Linked DNA regions of Oryctolagus cuniculus: all the other regions are linked to region 1. The links are chromatin contacts, called in public Micro-C maps. All regions are on one chromosome and are shown on one strand. Each heading gives the region's core, a stretch centred on a gene start, on an enhancer-like site or on the middle of the called end of the contact. The rest is flanking DNA. Distances are from core to core; before and after follow the strand shown.

Region 1 (4,904 bases), core at 859-3,358:
GAGGGGCAATCCAGGGGGAAGATGAGGGAACTCCAAGGCGAGGTCGAGGGGACTGCCCTCATCAGTCACTTCCAGGCGTGCCACTGTGCAGTGGCTGAAGGGAAATACCCAGCACTCCGTGGTCCGGGAGCCCTCCGGCTCCTCTACAAAAGGCCCTCTCGTCTTCCCTACCCCACGGCCATGCTCTCAGCCCCTTCCTTCTTCCTCTGGCTGTCACGGGGAGAACTCGTGGTCAGCTGGCGCAGGACACAGGCCTGGAGTCCGGATGTCAGGTTGCAGCCCCAGGTCCAGAAGTCTGGCCCAGGACCAGTCCCTTCCTCTCCCAGGTCTCAGTTTCCACCCTGAATCTGTGACTCAGGAGCACCTCGCTTGGGGCACATACAATCAGCATGAAGGCCAGACAGCCAGGCTGACACCTCCCCCCCACCCCACCCCACTCCTGCCTACTCCCTCGAGGCAGACTCTGCTCAGAAGGGCCCCTCAGCCCTCCCTGGCTCCACAGCTGCTGATGCCTGGAGATCCCCATGGGAAAGTCACCCTCCCAGCCTTGGGAAATGAGCTGTCACACAGCTCCTCTCCCCAGCCAGCCCCCTCCCTGGTGACTGGATCTGGGTTCACATCCTGGCTCCAGCACTCACTGCAGGTGAGCCCTCAGATCCTCTCTGTGCATCCCCCCTCCCCACCTCCACCTCCCCTGGGCTCCTCACTGCCCCATGCTTTCCACTGGGGAGAAGGAGCCAAGTGCTAGGCAACCAGGTCCCCCAGCTCCTTCCTCGCTCTACACCCATCTGCTTCCCGGCCAGGGACCCAAAGAAAGGCCTCCTCCTAGCCCCGTGGGCACAGGGCGGTGAGGCAAGGGAAGACTGCACTATCTGGAAACAGGCGGTGGCTGGGGCTTCTGCGTTGACTACCCCAGCTCTCAAGCCACCACCCTCTCCCCCTGCACCCTGCTCCTCTGCAATCGGCTCCTCTAACTCCCCCACCCATGGCGCTCCTGTTCCCAGGCCTTGGGTCTTCTGGGCAGCCACGCAGGCAGCTGTACTGTCTCCCCACCACACTCTTGCCCACACACCTCCAACAGAGAATCTCCGCTCCAGGCCTCAACCAATCCCACTGTCACTACCCTGGAGCATCCATGCAAGGCCGGCCCCAGACGGCCCCCATAAACACCCAGACTGTGGACAAGTTGCTTGGAGCTCGCAGAATCAGTCTCCATGGAGCTTAGCGTCTCATGAGGCAGGGAAGCAGTCACTCAAGGGGTGTGCCGACCAGTGGGGGTCGCAGGGCACAGTGCCATCCGGGAGCGCTGAAGACCGGCAAGGAGGGACCCGGCCCAGGGTGGAGATGGGGCTGAGAGTAGAAACCGCCCCCAACCTCAGATAAAGTGTATGGGGGGCAATTAGGGAACAGCAACTTCAAAGATTGTGGGCAGAAGCGGCTCCTGGGCCTCTAGCCAACTCTGATGCAATTACGAAGACGGGCAGGCACTGCCCACGCAGGGCAGACACCCAAGGCCAGGCCTGGGACTGAGTGGGGGGCAGAAGGGACCTGCAGCACTTCGTTTGCGGCGACCCCAGGATCTAAATATGCGGGCTGAGAAGCGGGGCTGCCTCCCTGAGATCCGGGGTGCCCCAGTTCCCAGGCCTGGAGCTGGGGAGCCCTGCCTCTCCCCATACAGACTCGGCCATACCGCTCTCACCTAGAGCAGCGGGGCGCCGAGCCCGGGGAGGCTGGAGACACCCTTGAGGCAGAAGGGGGCTGCGAGGAGTTCAGAAAGGCGGGGGAGACAGCGGGGCCGGGGCGGGGGCCGGGCTTACCCAGCGTTAGCAGCAGCAACTGCAGCAACCGCGGCGGCGGCGTGGGGCGGAGGGCGCCCATCGTGCGCAGCCGGATCTGAGGAGTCTCCGGGGGGCGGCGCGGACTCTGCGGGGCCGGGGCCGCGGGGGGCGCATGCCCGGGTGGGGAGCAAGAAGCGGAGCAGCGAGGCGTGGGTATACGGAGCGGCCCGGCGCCGAGCGGGAGCTGCTGGGTCCCCCCTCCTCTCTGCCTCCTCCCGCTGCTTTTACTCCCGCCCTCGGCGGCCCCAGGGACCATTCCCGTCCCGCCTCGTCCCGCCCCGCCGCGGTTCCCGGCCCCGCCCAGTCACAGTCCCGCCCCGCCAGACTCCAGTCTTGGCCCCGCCCCAGGCCCCGCCCCGGCCCTGGGCTCATCCCTATCTACCCTCGCAACGAGCTCACCCCCGCCCTGCACCTGCTAGCCTTTCCCGGAGGGCTGGATACAGGAGCCCTGGGGTGGTGGCCACGTGTTTAAAATCCAGTCACTTGCTCTGGGCCACTGGTCTTCGCAGCAAACCCTGCAGAAGGGGTAGCAGGACCCCGGAGTTCCGGGACGCGGGGGGGGGGGGGGGGGGGCTTTGGGCTGAAACCCCGTTCAGGGCCCCGGGAGACCCGTACCACCTCCCCACACCCCCACCCCCCACAGAGAGCGAAATGAAAGAATGGGTTAGGAGGGTGCGTCATCCGGAAGCCATTGCTTCCTGGTGCCGCTGCTTAACCTCCCTCAGCCTCAGTTTTCTCCCTTGCAGACAGAACTGAGTTCTATCACGTCCGCCGGCATCCTCCCCCCTCCCCCCCCCCCGGGTAACCGTGAGGACTGACGCTGGAGTTTTGGCCCAGGGTAACCTACACGAACGAGGAACTGGCGTGGGGACGTTGTTTTGTTTTTTCAGTTATTATTAAAACCGTTTCCTTAGTTCAGACCTGGGGTTTTGTGTCCAGTGGGAGGAGCTGGGAAGGGTAGGGCCTGGGGGGGGGGGTGAGGAGGAGCAACTGGTTCCTAGGTGCTCTGCCCTGGAGAAGGGGGCCGTGGGAGGGGCGGCAAGGGGGAGGGAGAGAGGGAACAGCCAGGCGGGCCAAAGTGGCTGCCAATGGGAGGGGACCCTAGGGCTCACCTCGCACCTGGCGCCCTTCAGCCCCTACTTGTCCTTTCTGAGTTCTCACCTCCCCCATTACAGAGAAGGAAGCCGGGGCCCAGAGAGCGGAAGCGGCAGGGGCCAGACCAGACCCTTCCAGAGCCTGGCACAGTGCCCAATTCAGAGCAGGTGATCATGGATTGGCCAGTTGCAGTCTCACTCAGGACCCCTGGAGGAAGCAGAGCTTGGGAGCCTGGAGGGCACCTAGAGGCCGTCACCTCCCAGTGTGGGCCCAGAGGCAGGCCAGCAGGGCGTCTGTTTATCCATATATCCACAGCCTGGAACCTGCAGACTCATTGCATCAAGTCCATCCCTAGACGCATAAGGGAGCTTTTAAAGATTTATTTATTTATTTGAGAAGTAGAGTTACAGACAGAGAGAGGGAAAGACAGGTCTTCCATTTGCTGGTTCATTCCCCAAATGGCCATAATGGCCAGAGCTGGGCTGATCTAAAGCCAGGAGCCAGGAGCTTCTTCCGGGTCTCCCGTGTGGGTGCAGGGGCCCAAGCACTAAGGCCTTTTTCCACTGCCCTCCAGGCCACCAGCAGGGAGTTTGATCAGAAGTGGAGCAGCCAGGATATGAACCAGCGCCCGTATGAAATGCTGGCACTGCAGGCAGAGGCTTAACCGACCACGCCACAGCACTGGCCCCGGCATCCTCCCTTTCTTCAGGAGTTGAGTAGATTTAATGCCTTCCTGATGCTTGAGGCGTTAGCCATCATGATCGCAGTAGCTGATGCCACTTCTGGAACGCTTCCACGGTAGGGTCCCTTGGGACATTACTGCTAGTCTTCACAGCAAATTTTGCAAGATGGTGTCATTTAACAGAAAAGCAACCCGAGGTCCACCCTAGGCCACACAGCTGTTAAAGGGTCAAGCGTTGGGACCCACCACATGGCCCAGATTCTGTTAAAGGCCTAGATTTTGGAGACCACCACATGGCCTGAATTCTGCGGGAGGCATGCTTGGCCAGATTACAATGTTCAGTTAACAATGGCAAAGGTCAGTTGACATGATGACAAAGCAGCTAAGGAAATGCTTTGGGCTTGCCCCAGTTAATAATTAGGCCCCCTCAAGACCCTCCACATTGCGACTGTTCTCTTAATCATGGCTTCCAAGCAAACAACTCTTTCCTGTGAACACCAAAACTCCTATTGTTCCCTGTTTCAGCATGTTTAAATTTCCTCATCATGAAATCCTGTTTTCACAAAACTGCACTTTTTTATGATTAATCGATCATGTCACCATGGATAATAAATACTTGGAGTAACCAGACATCCAGGCCTCAGCCTCTACCTCCACCTTTGATAGTAGACAGTGTCCCCTGGTCTCCCCTCATTACAATCTCTGAGTCTGCTTCTTTAACCTATGCAACTCTTTTTTCCAGTTAACCTGATGTAGCAGTCAAGGTGTGATTTGAGCCTAGGCCTGTCTGTCCCCAAAGCCCCAAACCTACCTACACCCCACTGTGTCTCCTCCACAAACCTCTCCAACCTATAAACTCATTCATGCAGCAAACGCTGGTTGGGCCAGGCCTTGTGCTGTGCACTGGAGATGGCCTGGTAAACAGCACAGGCATTGTCCCCTGCCCCCAGGGATCGCTGTCATTGCTAGGGGCACACACCAGCAACAAGTACCAACAATCCCCAGGTTGGACGTTATCGGAGGATCCTTCAGGGAGCTGAGGGATCATCCTCAGCCTATCGCTTGAAGCTGCGCAGGAGCTGTGGCACGCAGGTAGGCGTTGAGGGCTGGTCTGGGGTCTCCAGGGGGCGCAAAGGCGCCAGGAGGGCGCAGCTTCTTCCGCGTGCCCCTCCCCAGGCTGCGGGTTCCAGAGGTGGCCGGCAGAGGGAGCCCGTGGTCCAGGCCTGGCTCGGCTTGGGCCGCTTATGTAACTGGACAAGCTGGGGGAGGACAGCACGGCTCCGGCACCA
Region 2 (4,904 bases), core at 1,632-4,131, 190 kb before region 1:
CACCTGCCAGACCCACCTCTGGGCTGAGGGTAGCTGCTGAGTGACCCTCCCTCCCCCAGAGGCGTGGGCACAGCTGGCAGGGCCCTGGCCTCCAGCTGCAGCGTATCTGTTCCACTCTGGGGCCACTGCCCTGGATCCCTGAGGTGCCAGAGCCACAGGGCGAAGTTCTTGGAAGGGGCAGGCCCAGCTGGGCCCAGCCTGGCCAGCAGCTGTTCCTCCGTCCCACCCCCACGTGCAGGCGGCAGCTGATGGGCTGAGGCTGCTGGATCTGGAGAGCTCCACACCCCCACCCCGACCCCCAACCCACCCTCCCATCCCCAGGGGACACACCCTGCCCTCTCCCCTCAAACAAGAGAGAACTGCAAGTCCTGTGGGCTGAGGCCAGAGACCTTCCCAGTTGGAAGACAGGTATGGGAGACGCCCAGCACTACAGATGGAGCCCAAGGAAGACAACAGCTGAACAAGATTGGGGGGGGGGGGTGAGTTGGCAGGGAGTGACCTCAACTGCACAGCTGACTAGCGGACTACAGCTGTGGGAACAAGCCCTGCTCACAGGGCTGCAATAGTAGGGAAAGACAAGGCAGCCCTCGGCCCCACCCAGACCCTGGGCTGAAAGCTTACCTCACCCCATCTGCCCCATCCAGGGGCCAATGCTGACCCAGGGCGGAGCTTTAACTGGGAAAACAAGGGGACTCTCCATTCACTGCGCAGATTAACACCTGGGAACTTCCCAGCTAAGACTTGGGGTTGGAACTATCTTAAAAGGGCATGATGAGGGCACTAGCCCACAAAGTGAGTTGCCACAGGGAGCAGGTAGAAGCCAGCACGCAGGCAAGACGTTGGGTTAGGAGCCCACCAAGGGCCCACCTCAGCGCAGCTCCCCAGGGGCAGCCCACTGGTCACCAAGAGTGGGGAGCAGAAAAGAACGCAGAGGCTACACAAACAGGAAGCCACAAGGCTTGGGCAGCAGGAGGGGCCGAGGTGGGGGCCGTTGCCATGGCTTCTGTGTACCAAACACAAGAACAGAGACAGGGTGGGGGCACCGGGCAGAACCGCCCACTGCACACAGTCCTGGTTAGGGGAGGCTGGGAGCCCAGGGGCCGCCCTCGGGAAGAGCCAGGTGCATGGGATTTCTGTAGGCGGCAGCCTCAGTGGATTTGCAGAGCGACTGGAGGAGGTGGGAAGTTAGTCTGGGTGTAGAGAAGCAGACTCAAGTAATTCAGGAGAAGGAACGCCCTGGGCGGGGAAGGTGAGTTCTAAACTGAAGCGCTCATACCTGGAAATCCTGGAGGGTGACGGAATTGAGTGAGGAAAGGATTAGAGACCAATGCCTGGGGGGGGGCAGGGGCAGGGACGAGGCTGAGGGCTGGAGGTGGGGCGGGGCTGGTGCTGCAGCTGGACAAAGACTAGTCGCTCAGGAGCGGTAGGGCCCTGCGGGTCCAGCCCCATCTTGGCCAGCTCTACCGTCAGGTCTGCCCGTGCAACAGGAGAGAGAAATTGGGAGGGGTTGGAGATGGGGGAGCTGGCCCCGTCTGGTGCTCTGGAGTCAAAGAGAACTGCTGGGGAGCCCGTCCAGGCCACAGGTCTCCTCCCACACCGAACCTCCACATTCCATCCCCAGTCCCACCCGGTTTCCTCCTGCGCCGCCGATACCAGGCGCCCCCAGAGCCTCCCCATACAGGCTCCAGGAGGCTCCAGGAAGCCTGCGGGGCGGGGGGAGGCTGCAGTCCACTTCCGGCCCGCAGGTCTGGCCCCAAGGCCGCTCCTCCGCCCCCCACCCCCACCGCCACGCCCTGGGCCGTTACTGCGGATGACTCACCCCCGCCCGACGGCCCGCCGCTGGGGTGACGCAGTGGTTTGGGCAGCCCGCCCGCCCGCGGCCACCACGGGCTTTCCCAGCAGCAGGGGGCACGCGTGGGGGACAGCGGGGCCCGGGCAGGGATAAGGGTTCTTGGAGAGCAGTCGCCCTCCCACCTCGAAGACAGGGGCACCCTGGCGAGCGGTCGGGCAGCAGCCTCAGACTTCTGAGGTCGGGGGCTCTCCTGGCGACCACCGCTGCCTTGGAGACGGCGAGGCCGCCTTGGGCGCAGCGCACGGAGACCTCCTAGCCTCCGCCCGTGACCTCGGGTACATCAAAGCGAGCTGGAAAGGCGGCCTCGGAGACTCAGAGCGCAGGCAGTGCCCACACGTGCTCCAAGGACCAGGAAGTGGAGGGTCGCACAAGAACCCCGAGAGCGTGGAGCCTGCCCAAGGCGCGCACGGGGACCCTGGACCTACGTCCGACGCCCTCCTTTCCTTGGCCCCATGGGGACCGGCTCTGGAGCCTCTGTTCCTGACGGGCGGTCCGTCTATGCACCCGCAAACCTCGTGGAACCCCATTGTCCGGCAAAGTTCAGCTTTGGGGGACAGGAGCTGACAGCATGGGCTGGGGCGGAGCAGTCATCGGATCCCTGCAGGAACCAGCCCTTTGACCCCCAAGCTCCCTGAGCAAGTCTCAGGCTCTGGCTTCGTGCTTTCTGAAGACCACGCACATCCCCCTGCCCCCAGTCTCCCGCCCGGACCCACGCTACTGCTCACCGTTCAAGCGGGCTGGACTGTTGCTCACTCCAGGCAGGGGCTTCAGCAACAAGCGTAGCGCCCAGCCGGGGCCAGGGGTTTTCTGGAGGGTCCCGCCTCAGACAGGGCGGACCAGGGGCGGGGCAAGGGCCGAGAAAGTTTAAAGGCGCCGCGCCTATAAACTTAAGAGGGGCAGGGTGGGTAGGAATGAAGGCTAAAGGATGTGAGAAGTCTGCCTACAACCGCAGCTGCAGTGGTCTCCATCCATAGACTTGTGCCCCAGTAAGAAATTTTCTGCCTACAAGGTTAGCTCAAGACTGTGGGCGTGTCTAGGTTAGCAAGGTAAATGGAGCCACAGGAAGGCAGCCTCCCCCCACCCCACTAGGGTGTGACAGAATTGGGGTTTGCAGGCCAGGACAGCATCCCCACGTGGTCTTGCCCTCCACCTCCTTCAAGCTAGGACAGGTGCTAACAGTGAGGTCACTCCTTGCCCTCCCCACCCCCATCCAAAGGGCGTGGTTGGTCTTGGTATCCAGGGTTCACAGCTGACTCCTGTTCCCCTGCCATCCCCTGTGTGACCTGGAGTCAGTCTTAAGTCCTAGGAGGATCAGCAAGGGGGGGCTCAGAGCAGGAGAAGGGTGGCAGGTGGGGGGAGGGCAGCGGAGTTTAGGGTGATATCCCCTCAGCAGTCCCCAGGGTGGAGTCCCCATTTACGCCTATTAGTGGAGCTGGTGTATAGGAGCCTCCGCACTGTACGTGATATTCAAGGACGTGAACAACCAGTCCCCTCCAGCCTTCCCATTCTGTCATTCCCCAAGTCCCACCTAGTCCTGTATCCCTCCCACCCTGTGCCTTCGTAAGAGCTCTTCCTGTGCCTGGGATGTTTTCCTTTCTTGATTCGCTTCTCCTGTTCAACCTGAGCTGCTGTGTGACTTTTGGGCAGATTCCCGAAGCACGCTAGGTTTCAGTTCCCTAGCCTGTAAAACAGAGCTAATAGGACCACGTAACTCGGCTTGGGAGAGTGCACCTGCACAGGGGAAGAGCTGAGAGTGGTGGCTGGCACATGGTGAATGCTGTCATTATCACCACCACCTCCCTTTGAGGAGCCTCCTTTGTAGCACGTGCCTTAGCACACGATTCACTGCATGTTTACTTGAGCTGAACTCCTTCCTTTGTGCTATGATAATAACCAACACACAGCTTTATCACAGAACTTATCGTATCACACAGTAACTATTTCTTTATTTTTGGCCTGACAAGAACTCCCTAAGGGCTAAGGCAAGTCTCAGTGAACTTTGTCTTTTTGCTAAACTTTGTTTTAGTGGCTGGTCTTTATTAACTGGCCTCATTAGGCACTCAATAAATGCTTTTTAAAAATATTCATGTATTTATTGTTACTTTATTTGAAAGGTAGAGAGACAGAATTTCTAACTGCTTGTTCACTCCCCAAATGCCCACATCAGCCAGGGTTGGGCCAGGCTGTAACCAGGAGCCTGAAACTCAACTCTGATCTCCCAGCGGGTGGCAGGGACCCAAGTACCTGAGCCATTAGCACTGCCTCCCACTGTGCACATTAGCAGGAAGCAGGGCCAGGATTTGAACCCAGGCTTGATAAAGGCTGCGGGAGTCCCCTGTGGCACCTTAGCTGCTCTATCAGGTGCCTGCCCCAGTAAATGCTTCTGGAATGCCGCTGCACGCACCCGTACTTGTTCAGGACGATTCTCCTCCTCTGTAATGATTTTCCCACCTCTCCCTCAGATTCAAAACCAGGTAACACACAGAAACATTTTTCACTTTCTTTATTTACCTGTAAAAAACTTCACCCGCACCACCAGCACCACACACACGTGTGTGTGCGCACACACACACAAACACACACACACAAGGGGCAGATCTAGGATCCCTATTCCAATCCCCACAGTCACCCAGGGCACCAGCACGGAAGTGTGTACATCTCACACCAAGCTCACCCCAGCCCAGTCAGGTTCTGTTGGGCACCACTGGGGCAGGAGGGAGCGAAGTCTTACTGGGGCCCTCCTTTGCAGGTCCACAAGCCTTTGTCCAGGCTCGTGTTAGGGGTGTTCACAGCAGAGTGGCCTGTTCAGGGTGGGGGGCTGGCTGCCGGTAGACTGGCAGCCGGGCCCTGGAGGCGTCTCGGCGGCGGCGGAAAGCCAAGAATTCCTCCCGAAGGGCAGCACAGCGGGCCTCGGGGCCAGATGCACGGGCTGCATCCAGCAAGCAGCCCTCCTCTGGACTTTTTATGCCTGCAAGAAGAAGGCAGGACAGTGAGGGAAGGAGCTTCAAGATCCCCCAGGGTGCTCAGCCATGAAGCTCCCTGGGACCTTCCA
Region 3 (4,904 bases), core at 763-3,262, 190 kb after region 1:
CTCACTGTCAAACAGCTCCTGGAAAAACTTCTCTTGGGAGGCGAAAAGGGCATCCTGCAGAGGAGGGGCAACCACAGTACCTTTTACAGCACTGCACTTTGGCCTGGCCTCTCACAGAAGCCACAGGTAGTAGCTCTTGGAAATGCAGCGCCTCCCTCCTACCCACCTCCACAGGACATTCTAACCACCTATCCCAGTAAGGCATCTGGCCAGTGAGGGAGGGGTACAGGGGAGCATACCAATCCAACCATTTAAACCTACTTTTTTCCCAAGGAGGTTTCTTGAGATTCTTCCACTCAGCCTCAAGTCCCTGTTTCACAAGGGCTGAGGCCTGCAACAGCACTCAGCGATCTGAGGCCAAGGCACCCTTCCCCGCCTCCCCTCTGGCCCACAGGGGCCTGCCCCACCTCTGCTCAGAGCTGCATGCCCATCCCCGCCCCCTCCCTTAAGGGACTAGAATGTGTACTTTGGCAGTGTCTCCTGGCGATTTCTTCTGGGGCCCCGATGCATCGGGGGCCGTGGTGGTAGGAAGGGGTGCTGGGGAAGGTTTGGCTTTATCGAAATCATCAAGAGCACCTTCAGAGACAAGAGACACGGTGTGTGTGTTGGGGACAGATGAGGCTGTAAGGCTGGCTGGTTTCTGGGCAAAGCATTAGGAAAACGATCGTTCATATTGCCAACTTTCCTCAGTTTTGTCTCCCCCACCCAGCCAACCCATCAATAAGCATCCCACTTAGATTACCTAATTTACTGAGCTCAAACAGGAAGAAATTCCTTAAGGTGGGAAAAGCATCCCCTCAGAGCTGCGAGGATTACAGGGTTACAGTTCTGCACAGCCATCTGCACGCACATACTCTGATTCCTGAGAAATTCCATACAAATTTCCCACAAGAGCAGAGACCTAGGTGTCCTTACTCCCCTGAATGCACTCTGGAACGCTAAAGGGGATAATCTCTGGCAGGAAAGCACCAGATGTCCCACCTGCGTCCTGTTGGACTTGGTGCTAGCACAGACTGAGGATCTCCCTCTGTGCTCTATGGCGGGGAATTCAACTTTCTTACTCTCCAACTGAGTTCTCCCTTTGGTTTCTCCCTCTGCAGATAACCATCTGCCCATTTACTTGGCACTTGGCACACCTCACTGTTCTGTTCATTCTTCTGCCTGCCCACATCTCCGTGATTGGGTAAGAGATAGCAGTAAAATCACCTCTGCCCTGAAGAGCCTGTGTTGTCACCACCACTCTGCCTGCCAAGCCTAGGAAAGGGCCAAGCCCCACTCAGGGCAGGAAAGCGACAGAGAAGCGAAGGACAAGGCTAAGGGAGAAAAGAATCTCCGTGCTCTTTCAGAAGAGTGCACTCTCTTCCCCCGGGGGACTACTGCATCCTGTTTCTCAAATAGGAAAGGGGTTTGCTTGAACTAACATGACCAAAGAACTGCAGCAGGGGCCGGGAAAGGAGAAAGGTTTGGGAGGAGACAAAATTTTTGTGTTACAGATAACAGAAGGACACAATAAGAGTTAACGCAGGCAATCCGTGAAGGTTCACTCAGCCGCCCGCCCACCAAGGGCCAAAACTGCTGGGGGCAGGGAACAAGTTCGACTTCAAGAACTTGGTACTAATCAAAAGCAAAGGCAGGTTAGAGGAGGATCAGGAAGCACAGCCCTGACAAGGCCGGTTACCACTAGGCGAGCTCCCCTGCTGCCGCCACCCGGGAGCGGCCCGGTGACCCAGAGATCGAATCAGGGGTCGCAGTCAGAACTCCGCCCCCGCCCAACCTTGGCAGAGTCTCTCCCGCTCAGCCCCAAATATCTCAGGTTCACTTTACCCTCTGAATGGGTCCCTCATTCTCGCCCCCTTCGAGCCATTCCCATTACGGGCTCTTACTTTCCAGAAGCTCCTCCAATTCCCGGTCCGCTTCGGCCGCGGCACCACAACCTTCCTCTGCGGCCGCCATCTTGCTACCTCCGGCTTGCCGTAGGAGGAGGACACCGGCGCCGCGAGCCCCGCCCTCGCCCCGCCCCTTCCCGGCAGCCGCGGGTATTATTGGCCAGTGCAGAACCGCCCTCTTTAAAGGGACAGGAAGGTTTGGAATTGTTTTTGTTGTTTTCTCTCTTGCCTAGGACCGTTGAACCATGGAGAATGGGAGCTTAGTGTTGTGCTCTGCCTTCAGGTTCCCACTTTACCTAAATGAGTCTTTCATTATTTCTTCCAGAGCTGTGGGTAGGCCAGTTTGGGACAAACTGCTTAGGAATAACCAGAATCTGCATATATGACCAAAAAAAAAAAAAAAAAGACTCTTACAGCGCATAACGTAATATTTTCCCCCTCACTTCCTCTAGTATTTCATTCAAATGTCATCTCTGCAATGCTTTTCACCAAATAAAATTGCACCCCCCAAATTTCTAATTCCCCTCTCTTTTCTGACATCAAACACTATCTGATATACTATGTATTTTCCTTATTTATTCTGGTTTATTATTATTATTATTATTAATCCCCAATCCTGTAGAGTATAAGCAGAATAAAGACAAAGGTTTTCTTCTATTGTCTTCACTGTTATATCCCCAGCTCCTGCCCCAGGGCTTACAATTTGGTCAGCACTCATTGGTCACTTTTTGTTCTTCCAGATCCTAGTCAAGCACAGTTCTCTGCTGAATCTAGTGGGTATCTCTCAGGCCCTATTAGAAAACTGTAGTTCTACGGGTCAGGTGTTGAGCATAGCGGTTAACATGTCAGTTGGGATGCCCACATTCTACACCGATTGGCGTGCCAGGGTTCAAGGCCAGCTATGCTCCAGATTCCTACTAATACACACTTTGGGAGGGAGCAGGTGATGGCTCAGGTACTTGAGTCCCTGCCAACCACGTGGCAGACCCGGACTGAATTCCCAGCTTTGGCCACACCCAGCTCTGAGCTGTTGTGGGCATTTCAGGAGTGAACCAGCAGATGGAAGATCCTCATCATTCTGTCTCTCTGCCCTTCAAATAAATAATTTTTAAAAAATAAGATTTATTTGAAAGGCAGAGTTACAGAGTGAGGAGAGAGATCTTCCATCTGATGGTTCACTCCTCAGATGGCCACAAGGGAACCAGGAACTTCTTCCAAGTCTCTATTGTGGGTGGCAGGGGCCCAACCACTTGGGCCATCTTCTGTTGCTTGCCCAGGCAATTAGCAGAGAGTTGGATCAGGAGTGAAGCAACTGGGACTCAAACCAGCTCCCATATGGAATGCTAGCAGAGGAGGCAGTGGTTTAACCCACTGCACCACAACGCCTGCCCCAAACAGATAAATTTTTAATACAAAACCTTGTCAAATTAAAGGACGCAGGGTCAGGAACTTCTAACCCAAGTTAGAGAAAACAACTCTGGGACCTTAGGGTGAGCAAGAGGGAAATCCAAATGTAGTAGTGATGAGCCTGCCTTCCCTGACTGACTTACTCTCTTTACACAGAACCCAGTCTCTGAGGGAATGAAGGTAGGAGAGGCTCAGATTGAGAACATTCTAGACGCCACTTTCCTCTTTTTGAATTGCTCTACTCAGATGTCAGAATATAGCAACTGTTTAAATCTGCTTTGGCACTTAAAGAGTGCATCTTTCATTAAAGTCTTGTGCTGAACACAGCGGAGAATACAGAAATCAAGACCAGCCCCTGTTGTAAGGTAGTTGACTGGCAGTCTGCTGGAGGTACAAATAGATATAAACAGTTAAGTATGTCTCTCTTTTTTTAAAAAAATATTTATTTGAGAGGAAGAGTTACAGACACAGGGCGGGAGAGACAAAGTATTCTCTCCGCTGGTTCACTACCCTAATGGCCACAACACCAGAGCTGGGCAGATCTGAAGCTAGGAGGCAGAAGCCAACAGTTTCTTCCCAGTCTCCCATGTAGGTGAAGGGGCCATCTTCCACTGCTTTCCTAGGCCACTAGTAGGAAGCTGGACTGGAAGTGGAGCATCTGGGACTCAAATCAGCACCCAAATGGGATGCCAGCAACACAGAATAAGGCTTAGCTTACTATGTCACAGCACTGGCCCCATTAAGTATGTCCTAAAAGAGGTGAAGAAAAGTGTTATAAAGGTTAGATAAGAGAAATCAGATCTAAATGAAAATATCTTCCAAGTTGCTTCATCACCCTCATACTGAGCTTCTTAAACATACATTTAATTACTATGTCGGAGGACCAGCATTGTGGCATTAGGGAGTTGGATCGCTGTGTTCTGTGGTGCTGGCATCCCATGGGGATTCCATGAATCTTGACTGCTCCACTTCCAATACAGCTCACTGCTGGTATACCTGGGAAAGCAGCAAATGATGGCCTGAATGCTTAGGCCCCTGCGACCCACACAGGAGACCTGGAGGAGGCTCCTGGCTCCTGGCTTTGGCTTGGCACAGCCCTGGCTTTTGCAGTCATCTGGGGGTGGTGGTGGGGGATGTCAGTAGTGGATGGAGGATCTCTGTCTCTCCCTAACTCTGCCTGTCAAATAAATCAGTTTTTAAGCATAAACATATACACACATACATACATACTGTTGGGGGGGCAGCATTGTGACCCAGCAGGTTAAGTCTATGACACCAGCATCCCTTATGGGGATGGTTTGAGTTGTGGCTACTCCACTTCTGATCCAGCTCTCTAACACACCAGGGAAAGCAACAGAAGATGGCCCAAGTGCTTGGGCCTCTGCACCCACATGGAAGACCTGGATGAAGCTCCTGGCTCTTAGCTTCAGCCTGGCCTAGTCCCAGGCCCTTGGAATCTTTTGGGAGTCAGTGGATGCAAGATTCTTTCTCTGTAACTCTTTCAAATAAATCTTTAAAAAAAAAAAATTTAAATAAATATTGTGTTCAAGCACCAGATCAGGTATGCTTTACTTCATGGATAGGGCGCAGAATTATAAAATCATACCCATG

What was found. Hi-C and Micro-C count contacts between places; a contact is called where the count stands out from the background.
Region 2: a contact with region 1 is called in a Micro-C map of ear pinna, with 3 times the contacts expected there. The contact joins the promoter of TAGLN2 here to the promoter of IGSF8 in region 1. A contact is called at or near these places in 2 of 6 Hi-C or Micro-C datasets (ear pinna and an unstated tissue).
Region 3: a Micro-C map of ear pinna shows a contact between it and region 1, with 8 times the contacts expected there. The contact joins the promoter of DCAF8 here to the promoter of IGSF8 in region 1. A contact is called at or near these places in 3 of 6 Hi-C or Micro-C datasets (ear pinna, psoas muscle and an unstated tissue).

The regions. Positions count from the first base shown.
Region 1 is chr7:38,822,506-38,827,409 of mOryCun1.1, reverse strand. IGSF8 (immunoglobulin superfamily member 8) reads right to left here and starts at 2,108. Exons shown (of 7, transcript XM_002715248.5): 1 at 1,818-2,108. The coding sequence starts at 2,094.
Region 2 is chr7:39,018,025-39,022,928 of mOryCun1.1, reverse strand. TAGLN2 (transgelin 2) reads right to left here and starts at 2,881. Exons shown (of 5, transcript XM_070077488.1): 1 at 2,578-2,881. LOC138850517 (a long non-coding RNA gene) reads left to right here and starts at 380. Exons shown (of 2, transcript XR_011390345.1): 1 at 380-1,249. IGSF9 (immunoglobulin superfamily member 9) reads right to left here. Exons shown (of 20, transcript XM_051858482.2): 20 at 4,341-4,820. The coding sequence ends at 4,639.
Region 3 is chr7:38,634,366-38,639,269 of mOryCun1.1, reverse strand. It overlaps DCAF8 (DDB1 and CUL4 associated factor 8), which reads right to left and starts at 2,012. Exons shown (of 20, transcript XR_011390341.1): 1 at 1,884-2,012; 2 at 467-576; 3 at 1-54.